4 separate regions of the Mus musculus genome follow, and regions 1, 2 and 3 are each linked to region 4. A link is a contact called in public HiChIP or PLAC-seq data. All regions are on one chromosome and are shown on one strand. Each heading gives the region's core, a stretch centred on a gene start, on an enhancer-like site or on the middle of the called end of the contact. The rest is flanking DNA. Distances are from core to core; before and after follow the strand shown. Region 1 overlaps Bicd1 (BICD cargo adaptor 1). Region 2 has its middle 23 kb from the start of Gm38930. Region 3 has its middle 4.4 kb from the start of Gm38930. Region 4 overlaps Dennd5b (DENN/MADD domain containing 5B).

Region 1 (2,776 bases), core at 67-2,566, 460 kb before region 4:
CTGTTGTAAAGTACAAGTGATATCACTCAGAAGGATGGTTTTATGGCCTAGAAGCAATGCTCAGGACTTAAGGATGGTTTTATGGCCTAGAAGCAATGCTCAGGACTTAGGTGGAAAGGATCTAGGATAAGTAAAAACACATTCTGGGAAATACAGGCAGAGTCTATCTCATCAGACAACAAAGGATCACTGGGTTGTAAAACTATATCATTCCTAGATATTCCAAGAAGAGCAGCTACACACCTCATTTCATTGAAGAGATAAGCTGTGTGTTTAATCAATATCTGTGTGCACAAGGCCTTTTTAACCCTCTACAGAAAACTTTACACAGAAAACTGCTAAGCAAAGTGTCTTCTTTGTGGGGAATGAGCCCTTTAAAAAAGGTATATCCTTTCAGATTTATTTATGTTTCGGTGACCTTTACAAAACTATGAAAACACAATGTTCTTTTTAGTTAATATTGTATATTTTCCATATGTTTCCTACTTTACACGGAGAAAAAAAAAAGTCAGGTGTGGTGGTGTAGGCCTTTAATCTCAGCACTCAGGAGGCAGAAGCAGATGGATCTTTGTGAGTTCATAATCAGCCTGGTTTATATATCGAGTCCCATATCAACAAGGGCTACATAATGATACGCTGTCTAAGAGAAAGGTGGAAAGGGAAAAGAAAATAAAAGGAGCTCCCCTCTGTTAAAAGAGGTAGTGAGGGGAGAGATAGCTAATGCTAGAGAAATTTAAAAGGGCATACTGAATCCTATTATTAAAGAACTTAATTTGAGTTACCTTACAAAGAGTATAATGCTCGGAGCTTATGTTGCAAAATAAAGCCCAGTGGCAGATGTAGGCTATTTTCCCTCAAGTAGTTGATACCAAAGACCCCAAAATAATACAGGCTATTTCTTTTCCCAACAGAACTTTGAGGCCCTATTGGTGAAGGCACCACATCAAGTTGTTATTGACCTCAAAGCTTCCTTCTGCCGGCTAGCTTTTATAGTACCAGAAAGTGCTCTGCATGCTACTAGTTGAAAAAAGTTATCAATATTCTTGCCCAGGTATGAACTGTGTGAGACAGAATAACAACCAGAGTGGAAAAATTAGGGGGAGGACTGGTTGAGAAATGTGATAAAAAAATACATTGTATACAAGTTTGATATTTTCAAAAAAATAAAAATATTTTTTAAAACTGGCTGGGCAGTGTTGTGTATAGCCCTGGGGCTAATTATATTTGATGTTAATTCCCTTCTCCTGTGAGGGGTTGTGAACAAGGAATGAGTCAGCACTTAGGTAATTCCCTGTAAACCTGCTTCCCACCTTAATTTGTAAAATAAAGGAGAGCTGATGATTGGGCAGATAAAAGGAAAAGTGGAACAGATGGTGGGAGAGAGAAGAAGGAGAAAATGGAAAAGGGAGAGGATGCAGAGGAGGAAGATGAAGAAAAGCAGAGCAGAAACACATGGCTTGGAGAAACTGCAAGTTCTAAGGGGTCTCATAAGCGTGGAAGATGGTAGTATAGCAGTAGATCTGCCCAATCTAGGCGCACAGTATGTAATCAAATTAACTGTGTTGTGTTTTCATTGCCTGGGCATATTTGGGAGGAGATATACTGCAACAGGGCAGTGGTGGTGCATGCTTTTAATCCCAGCACTTGGGAGGCAGAGGCAGGCGGATTTCTGAGTTCGAGGACAGTCTGGTCTACAGAGTGAGTTCCAGGACAGCCAGGGCTACACAGAGGAACCCTGTCTTGAAACAAACAAACAAACAAACAAACAAACAAAAACAAAACTAATAAATTTTGAGAGTTAGAGGTAAGTTAGAAAAAATAAAATATGATATATGAAAATATGTAATGGGGGTCAAATGTAATAAGCTCTCAGATCTTAATAGGCCTACGCAGGCCAACTCTATGATGGAAATACGATTCAGGCCATAAAACTTTAAGCATTTTCCTTAAAACTGTAGCTTAGCCCTAGTAACAATCATGGTCATGTCTGTTTAGCTGACACAGGGTTAGCAAGAACTGAAGTCCAATAGAAGAAACTCTGACCAGGGCTTTTTTTTTTTTTTCTGTTCTTGTACATTCATGCCCTCTCACCGTAATGTTGTGCTGTGTCTCTCTCATCACTGCCACATGCAATTTGACCTCTGTATACTATGAATGGGTGAATTCAGTGGGTTCTGAAGGGACTACTATCCTCAACTATCCTTCCATCTAATTAAAGCAATGATCAAAGTTCGTAAAATTACAGCTACCCCAAGAAAAGTACAGTTTATTTGAAGAGATGTAACTGTGCTTTTTTTTACTGGTAGAAATAACTTCTCATTTCTCCTTTATGGTTATAAAACAAAACAGTCTATAATCACAAAATCATATGAATATAAAATAATCCAGCTTGAGATAAAAAGACTTGCTAGCTAATTTTCAGTTAAAACACATTCTAAACATGTATATAGTGTTATCTTTAACAACTTCAAATACTTTCATTTGATTTGTTTTTATGCTGTTTCCAAATATTTCATCATTATAAATCTTTTCTTTTTTTAAAGATTTATTTACTTATTATATATAAGTACACTGTAGCTGTCCTCAGACACACCAGAAGAGGGCATCAGATCCCATTACAGATGGTTGTGAGCCACCATGTGGTTGCTGGGAATTGAATTCAGGAGCTCTGGAAGAACAGACAGTGCTCTTAACCGCTGAGCCATCTCTCCAGCCCTATAAATCTTTTCAATAACTATTGTTCTATGCAAATATCTATAATCAGTTAATGTATTGC
Region 2 (2,749 bases), core at 109-2,608, 380 kb before region 4:
ATCTCATTTCAGGACCCCAAAGATTTAGGGGGTGTGCTGGTTAGTTTTAAGTCAACCTGACACAATGCAGAGTCATGGGAGAGGAAGGAGCCTCAACTGAGGAAATGCTTCCATAAGCTCAAGTTTCTGGCAAGTGTGTAGAACATTTTCCTAACTAGTGATTGATGTTTGTGATGGTTTGTATATCCTTGGACCAGGGAGTGGCACCATCTGGAGGTGTGGCCTTGTTGGAATGGGTGTGACCTGGTTGGAATGGGTGTGTCATTCTCGGTGTGGGTATGAGATCTTCACCCTAGTTGCCTGGAAGTCAGTCTTCCACTAGCAGCCTTTGGATGAAGACATAGAACTCTCAGCTCTGCCTGTGCCATGCCTGCCTGGATGCTGCCATGCTCCATGATAATAATGGACTGAACCTCTGAACCTGTAAGCAGCTCCAATTAAATGTTGCTTTTTATAAGACTTGCCATGGTCATGGTGTCTGTTCACAGCAGTAAAACCCTAACTAAGACAATGTTGGAGGGTCCAGTTCTATAACAAACAAACCAAAAAAAGCAGGCTGAGCAAGCTAGGGAAAGCAAACCAGTAAGCAGCATGACTCCATGGCTGCTGCATCAGCTCCTGCCTCCAAGTTCCTGCCCTGATTGAGTTCTTGTCCTGACTTCCTTCAATGATGAACAGTTATATAGAAGCGTAAGTCAAATAAACCCTTTCCTCTCCAAGTTGCTTTGATCATTGTGTTTTTAGCACACCAATAGTTACCCTAAGACATAGAATTACAGAGTCTCGTCTATCTTTCCAATATGGCCATATTTAATAAATCTTCTCTTACTGACTTCCGCTATTAATTTGACTCATTTAATTGGCCCACTGAGGACCGATAACTGAACCTGGTTTGGGGTACAGGCTGTGGCCTCTAAGCTTGATAACAGCATGAGGCTTCAACGTTTCCCTGAGAAGGTGATACTGAGCGGAAACTTAGAATTCATTCAGGATGAAGAATTCTGAACACAACTGATATATTCAATATTAGTACAATTACTTGACCTTTTTTTTATAAAAATGAAAGGAAGTAGAAATTCTGGTATTGTATTTTGCTTCTCCATATTTTTTTCTTTCTTTTTGTTTGTTTGTGGCAGAGTCTCACTATGTAGTCCTGGCTGTCCTGGAACTCACTATGTAGACCAGGCTGGCCTTGAACTCAGAAATCTACTTGCCTCTGAACTCTTAAGCACTGGGGTTAAAGGTGTGTGCCACCATGCTGAGCCTTCATGTTTTTTGTGCACACCTCTGACTGGTAGTCTCTGGAATCTGATAAAGGATTTGTTTCTTCACATCAGAAGTCATTAAGTGACTATCACCACCTGATGGCAGCAGTGTCCCACAACTGAGAGGTCACTTCAACCATAACACTAGGCAAGAAGTGACATGTAGATCCCTACTCCTAACCACATACTGAGCCGATGGAAAGCAGAAGTAAAAAGATCCTGTCAGGCCCAATCTTTGTTATCTGAAAAATTTAAACAATTATACACATTTACAAAGCACAGAATTGAAGTGAAAGTTTCTGGTTTCATTAAAAAAAAAAAAAAACTCAGTGGTGTCACATGATGTTTTTCTGGACGCTGTCTTGGGGGAGGGTACATGATGCTTTTCCTTTCACTATCTTCAGGGTTCTACTTATATTCTTTCTGAATATCACCACCACCCACCACCCTCTCAAGTATCTGTTTTCAGCAAAATATCACATGACCTTTCTCAAGACAGCTTCCAGAAAAACATCATATGACCTTCTCACAAGACAACTTCCAAGAAAACATTACATGACACAGCTAAGGTTTTAAAAATCTGTAGGTTTACAGTCTATACAAATCTATTAGAGTAATTAATATTTTTGCTTGCTTATCACTGTTTAAAACCTTCAGGATTTTCTCCTCTAGTTCATCTTAACACACATAATAAGTTGTTGGGGACTATTGAAACTAAGCTTTATGGAAATTTCTTGTGAAGAATTTGTGGTCATTCTGTACTGGTAGTTTGGCAATTAGCAAGGAGTCTCATGTAGCTTAGCTTATTTATTGTAATGTGTAACTAGTCATAAAAATAGACCCAAGAAATTACATTTCTTGAGATTTACATAACTGCCATGTCTTAAGACTAGATTACAAAGATGTATCATGCATCAATTGTATGATCTGATGACCCTCATTGTAAAGAAACCTATACCAGTCTGGGAACACCCATCAGGTGTAGTTTTCCCTGGATGGGTTGAAACATTCCCCACCAAGCAGGAAACAGCTACCGTGGTAGCTAAGAAGATATTAGAAGAAAATTTTCCAGAGGTTCAGAGTGCCCAAGGTAATTAGATTGGACAATCGATGGTTCTGCTTTTGTCTCTTAAGGTAAGTCAGGGATTGGCAGAGATATTGGGGACTAATAGGAATCCCCATTGTGTGTACTGTCCCCAGAGCTCAAAGCAGATAGAGAAAATAAACAGAACCCCTACAAGAGACCTTGGCTAAGTTGACCTTGGAGACTGGCTTTGACTGGTTGGTGCCCCTCCCCTTGGCCCTGAACACCCCCTACCATTTTAACCTGACCCCTGTTGAGATCCTGCATGGGACACCCACTCCCTTGACCCTGGCTCTTGATCCCCACCAGAGTGACTTTTCAGGCTGACAAGGATCTTATGGTTTGATTGCAAGCTTCCCAGATCAGCCATCTGGAACTGTGGCCTAAACTTAGTGCCCTG
Region 3 (2,813 bases), core at 64-2,563, 360 kb before region 4:
ATCTCAAAAATGTTCTTGGAACAGTCTTTAGTTGGGAGGGTTCGAACTCTAGGGTGAGGAGTTCAGGAATGCATTCTGGGGTGAAGAGTTCAGGAGTGTTCTGGGAACAATCTCTAGATGGGAGGGGTCGGGCTCTGGGGTGAGGAAGAGTTCAGTAATTTTTTATCTTTATTCTTCAGTATACTTTGCATTGTAAAGGTTTTCAGTTTCCTGGTTAAATTTATCCTTTGAAATTTAATTTTTTTGTAGCTATTATGAATGGGTTTATTAAAATCTCTCAGCAATTAAATAATTAGTACATAAAAATATAACTACTCTAGCTGGGAGTGTATCTCAATTGGTATGCATGCATGTCTAGCATGTAGGAGGCCCTGAGTTCAGTCTCCAGCACTTCATAAACCAGTTATGCACCACTGTAATCGTAGCTCTTGTGGAATGGAAGCTGAAAAATCAGAAAGGTCATCTTCAGCTACAACCTATGCTAGAGATCCTGTTTTAGGGCCCGGGGGTGGGGGGTGGGGAGCCAGAAAGAGAAAGGTGTGAGAAACAAAACAATGATTTTTGGTATGTGGAATTTTTTGTATCTTGCAACTTTACTGAATCTTTTTGTCAATACTAATGGTCTTTTGATGAATTCCTTATAGTTTTCAATGTGTAGAATCATATTTAGGTCCAGGCATGATGGCACAGTTTTGTTTTGTTTTGTTTTTTTCCAAGACAGGGTTTCTCTGTGTAGTCCTGGCTGTCCTGGAGCTCACTTTGTAGACCAGGCTGGCCTCAAACTCAGAAATACGCCTGCCTCTGCCTCCGGAGTGCTGGGATTAAAGGCGTGTGCCACCACTCCCGGCAGGCACACATTTTTTAATCCCAGACATAAACAGGTGGATCTCTGTGAATTCAAGGCCAACTTGGTCTACAAAGCAAGTTTCAGGACAGCCAGAGCTTTTACATAAAGAAACCCTGACTCAACACACACATATACACACACACACAAACATACACACACATGCACACACAAACATACATACACATATACTCACACACACACAAACATACAAACATACATGCAGAGAGCCCTTTGGAGTGTTGACATTGGCCAAGGACAAGGAAATGGGCCAATGGTCTTGGCAGGAATTTGACACTAGAGCATGACAAAGAAGTAAGCTTAGAAAAAAAAAAAAAGAAGTAAGCTTAGGCAGGAACCTGACATTGGCCAAGGACAAGGAAGTAAGAATCTGGCTTTAGGGTAGAACAAGGAAGTAGGCTCAGATATCTTGATCATCCTTAGAAACAGCTATCACTGGAGTGGTCATGGGGCTTTGTGTTTATTGTCTAGCTTGTCCCTGACTATTGTCTTGCTAGTTCCTCATTGTACTACTCACCCTAAATACTTGCATGTAATTAAAATGGTATTAAAAAGTGGATTGGGGGGCTGGAGAGATGGCTCAGTGGGTAAGAGAACTGACTGTTCTAAAGGTCATGAGTTCAAATCCCAGCAACCACATGGTGGCTCACAACCATCCTTAATAAGATCTGATGCCCTCTTCTGGTGTGTCTGAAGACAGCTATAGTTACTTAGACATAATAATAAAATAAGTCTTTAAAAAAAAAGTGGATTGGGAAAATTAAATTTGCCTTCAGTCTCAGAATTGACTGGGGTCATGCTACAATGTTGTCTGTCATATTTCTTTTTAATCCTCACTCCTGGGCTGGAGAACCTGTTGACTGACGAGCGAGCTTGGTCATTTACACATACATACACACACACACACACACACACACACACAAACATACACATACTCTCACACACACATACATACATATACTCACAAACACACAAATACATACAAACACACACAAATACACAAATAAGAATCAAGAATCATATTTATAAACAAGGAAATCTGACTTCCTTTCTCCCTATTTCTGTACCTTTTATTTCTTTGACCTGAATGCTTCCTCTGGCTAAAATTTGCAGTACTGTAATGAGTGAAAGCAGTGAGATTTAATCCAGATGTTAAAGGAAAGCCCATAGTTTAAAATCCTCTATTATTTTACATTTTAAGAAACAGCTTACTCGAGGAATCGTTCTTCTCCATGGGATTTAGGTAAATTCCATCAATCATGAAAACATCCCCCCCTATTATTGTAGGACCCCAGGAAGGAGCCCCCCCACTCAAGTCTTTGGTTACCCAAAGAAACACGAGAGACCTTTTTGTTGCAAAAGCACGAGGTAGCTTTAATGGCGGAGCTCCTGGTCGATACATATCTCATGCAGGAGACAGAGGAATTGACCCTGAGACTCAAAAACTCGGGGTTTTAATAGGGTAGGGTTTAGGGGCTAGGAAGAATTGGCGTGGTTACATATGATTGGCCCATTCAAACATCAGCAACATGATTATGAGTCAGCAGAGTAGTACGTGCAGGCCTGGGCATATAAGGATTCTAAAGTGTGTGTGTTGGGGGGTGTCTTATCTGAGTTGACAATGCATCTGGTTAATGTTTCAGCTTTTAACTATGCTCTCTATAGAAAGGGGGGTGAGCAGGAGGCACCGGCCTGCCAGGTGGTCAATGAGTCAGGCAAGATAGTCAGAACCAGTTCCTGTATTCCTTCCCTTATCGTTATGACCAAGTGACCTAGCTTCAAGACAAACTCAGGCAGGCCCGGGCTTGTTTTCTTTGCAGTCTAAGTCCCAGGCCTTTTTAGTTTAAACCTTTTATTTTATTTGATTTCCTTTCATTATGACAAAGTCAAACATGGGACACCCAACTCTCTATTCATTGTTATAGTTGACTAGCTAAAATTAAAACTA
Region 4 (2,700 bases), core at 139-2,638:
CATTCACTGCTCTTAAGTTTAAAAAGCATAATGACGAGGGGCTGGTGAGATGGCTCAGTGGTTAAGAGCACTGACTGCTCTTCCAAAGGTCCTGAGTTCAGTTCCCTGCAACCATATGGTGGCTCACAACCATCTATAATGAGATCTGATTCCCTCTTCTGGTATGTCTGAAGACAGCTACAGTGTACTCATATAAATAAAATAAATCTTTAAGAAAAATAAAATGCATAGTGAGAAGCAGAAGAGAGATTTATTCCATGTGCCCATATTGGGAAGAGAGAGAGAAATATATACACCCAATCATCCTAGGGTTTTGAGGAACAGGATTGAATTGTATTGTTTCAACAGGCTGATAATTAAAGGGAAAGACACAAGGGGGAGCCAGTTACACTGTATCTGTTAGAGCTCAAGTCCTGTGTCTGTTTGGTCTGTAGGGATCACCTGCTTCCACAGTGGATTCCATTGCTAGCAGAATGTCCTGCCATCACCCGAATGTATGAAGAGAATGCACTGCTTCGAGACCACATGACTGTCAACTCCCTTATCCGAATTCTTCAGACCATTCAGGATTTCACCATAGTCTTGGAAGGATCACTAATCAAAGGAGTGGATGTGTAAAGCAGCCGGCAGAAACTCTTCATCTACCCCTGGCTCCTGAAGCTTCCGTAACTATGGGGACCTATCTGGACCGGTCTGACCATAGTGAGCACTGCCGGGGCAGTGCACTGGAAGCCCCAGTTTGAACAGTCTCCACTCTGCAGACAAGGCAAAGTGCTGTATTGTAGTTCATTTGAACCTGAAATTTAGTATAAAATAGAGTATTTTCATGTGTTAGAAGTGTGTAAATATGCTATCTTTAAGAAATTATATTACTCTAATAAGATACTTTTCTTAGATTGAATATCCCTGTGACTTAAAATAAGTAGTTTAAAAATGTTGGGGGTGGGGAAAGCGGTGCTAGTCAGGAAGAAGCCAGTAAATGTGTACATAGTGCAACCCAGGAAGGCTTCTTTTTCCCTCCAGGTCTCACAAAGGAACCAGAATGCTTTGTCCTGAAGCAGCCATCCCTCCTGGAGTCCCATCCTGTGTGTGGTGAATGTATACAGCTTTACATAGTGTACAGCAGTCCTCATTGTACCTTTTAAGTTATAAACCATTTAATACATTTGAATTATGAGTAATTTTTTTAGTTTTTGGGAACGTTTTTCATTGGCATAAGGAAAAGATAATTAAAGTATTTTAAATATCAGACCCCAGCAAGGCATAGTGGCGCACTCCCAGCACTAGGGAGGCAGGGGCAGGTGCATCTGAGTTGCAGACCAGACAGAGCTACATAGCAAGACCCTATCTCAACAGAGAGAGAGAGAGAGAGAGAGAGAGAGAGAGAGAGAGAGAGAGAGAGCGCAAATACCAGATCCCAAGAGCTTGGCTAATTGGAAAGCAAACACAAGAAGCCCTGAGAAGCATGGGACTTTAACTTCTTTACTTTTGAAAGATTAGCCTGGAGGCTTCGTTCTTGGAATTTTTATTACTGTTCTTTGATAGGGCTTTTGAGATAATGAATTTTAGTATCAATCATATAGCCATAACTGTAAGAAACAGTGTGACTTTTAACTTGGCCATCTAAACTCTTTAAGTGGAGCTAAACTACCAGCCCAGTCTTTGTTAGGTTCCAGCCACTCCCTCTGTCCGCCCCATCCCCCCTCTCAGGAAATAAAAGGAATGTGGGAGAAGGAGGAGGTCTCAGTGTGATTTGGAATGCTTTTGTGAAGGTATTTGTTGACCATGATAATGCAAATAACAGAAGCTGAGAGAAAGAATGAAGCCTTTCTGGGTGTTTCAGGGAAATGTAAAGCAATTGTCCCAGAGAAGTTAAAAGCCACTGTGGCAGACTGAGGAGTGAATTTGACTCAAGAGACAATTTAGGAACTCCTGAAACCTTTCTAGTTTGATAGCTTATTTATTTTTTTGTTAAGCAAATGTTAGCAACTACATAAATCTTTATCTTTTGGTGAGTAAGTTTCGGAACTCTAATTAGGCACCGATACCTTGTTAGTAGCAAAATTGCCTCGGCAGAGCTCCAGGTTTTATTCCCTGTTGTAGCTGAAAACCCAAGCCATGGCCTCTCAGGATCCGTGTGCAATCTCAGGGCCCTGGGCTCTTGCCAGCAGTGCTGTTTTCCTGTTTACTGGAGGAAGGGACTAATAGATCAAGTACCTCATGCCCTTTATCAGAAACTCTGAAGAAAAGGGTTGCTGAGGATACATTTACACACCCATGGAAAGAAAGGGCTTAGAACATGTCTCTAGATGACCTGTGTAACCCAGTGGTTTGTTTACTTAGAATAAGGGTGTTTATAGTAGAATGAGAGTATTCTAGAGACCAATCTACTTACTATAGGAAACATCCACAAATTAAGATACAGTCCATCCCAGGGTTTTATTGCTGTCTTTTCCCATGGGGCCATCCTGATGCTGAGCGCTTGGTGGACTTTTAAGTCAGTGTTCCACAGTTGAGTCCCAACAGCAAGTACAGCCTCTTCATTTTATAGGTGAAAATAGGACACTTCAAATCAAAGACTTTGTATTCTTGCCCTCTCCCCCTTGACAACACAAGGGTTAGAATTTATGCTTTTTACCACACCCGAGAGCATGAAACCAACCTCGGAGACATTCTTACTCAGGATCATTTCTTCTGTTG

What was found. HiChIP or PLAC-seq counts read pairs in DNA pulled down with a chosen protein or histone mark.
Region 1: an H3K27ac HiChIP or PLAC-seq map of embryonic stem cells shows a contact between it and region 4, with 11 read pairs. The contact joins two enhancer-like sites. A contact is called at or near these places in 1 of 484 Hi-C or Micro-C datasets (bone marrow-derived macrophages) and 4 of 115 datasets of contacts at active chromatin or transcription factors (embryonic stem cells and epiblast stem cells).
Region 2: an H3K27ac HiChIP or PLAC-seq map of epiblast stem cells shows a contact between it and region 4. The contact joins two enhancer-like sites. A contact is called at or near these places in 1 of 39 promoter capture datasets (embryonic stem cells), 2 of 15 datasets of contacts at CTCF or cohesin (large pre-B cells and pro-B cells), 35 of 484 Hi-C or Micro-C datasets (3T3-L1-derived adipocytes, the AML12 cell line, the C10 cell line and 23 more), 10 of 115 datasets of contacts at active chromatin or transcription factors (bone marrow-derived dendritic cells, embryonic stem cells, epiblast stem cells and 3 more) and 1 of 9 other capture datasets (embryonic stem cells).
Region 3: a contact with region 4 is called in an H3K27ac HiChIP or PLAC-seq map of embryonic stem cells, with 5 read pairs. The contact joins two enhancer-like sites. A contact is called at or near these places in 4 of 115 datasets of contacts at active chromatin or transcription factors (embryonic stem cells, epiblast stem cells and extraembryonic endoderm stem cells).

Annotation. Positions count from the first base shown.
Region 1 is chr6:149,454,806-149,457,581 of GRCm38.p6, reverse strand. All of the region lies in intron 1 of Bicd1 (BICD cargo adaptor 1), which reads right to left. Among named protein-coding and RNA genes, the nearest start is that of Bicd1, 47 kb to the right of the region's middle. Within about 2 kb of position 1,316, at least 12 of the 459 cell types and tissues checked have an H3K27ac peak or open chromatin away from gene starts, as enhancers often do. A contact at or near this core is called in embryonic stem cells, where this site is marked.
Region 2 is chr6:149,373,985-149,376,733 of GRCm38.p6, reverse strand. No RefSeq gene overlaps it. Among named protein-coding and RNA genes, the nearest start is that of Gm38930, 23 kb to the right of the region's middle. Within about 2 kb of position 1,358, at least 115 of the 459 cell types and tissues checked have an H3K27ac peak or open chromatin away from gene starts, as enhancers often do. A contact at or near this core is called in embryonic stem cells, epiblast stem cells and stem cell-derived epiblast-like cells, where this site is marked.
Region 3 is chr6:149,355,746-149,358,558 of GRCm38.p6, reverse strand. No RefSeq gene overlaps it. Among named protein-coding and RNA genes, the nearest start is that of Gm38930, 4.4 kb to the right of the region's middle. Within about 2 kb of position 1,313, at least 23 of the 459 cell types and tissues checked have an H3K27ac peak or open chromatin away from gene starts, as enhancers often do. A contact at or near this core is called in embryonic stem cells, where this site is marked.
Region 4 is chr6:148,991,624-148,994,323 of GRCm38.p6, reverse strand. Dennd5b (DENN/MADD domain containing 5B) reads left to right here. Exons shown (of 21, transcript NM_177192.3): 21 at 435-2,700. The coding sequence ends at 618. Among named protein-coding and RNA genes, the nearest start is that of Gm25539, 26 kb to the right of the region's middle. Within about 2 kb of position 1,388, at least 58 of the 459 cell types and tissues checked have an H3K27ac peak or open chromatin away from gene starts, as enhancers often do. A contact at or near this core is called in embryonic stem cells, epiblast stem cells and stem cell-derived epiblast-like cells, where this site is marked.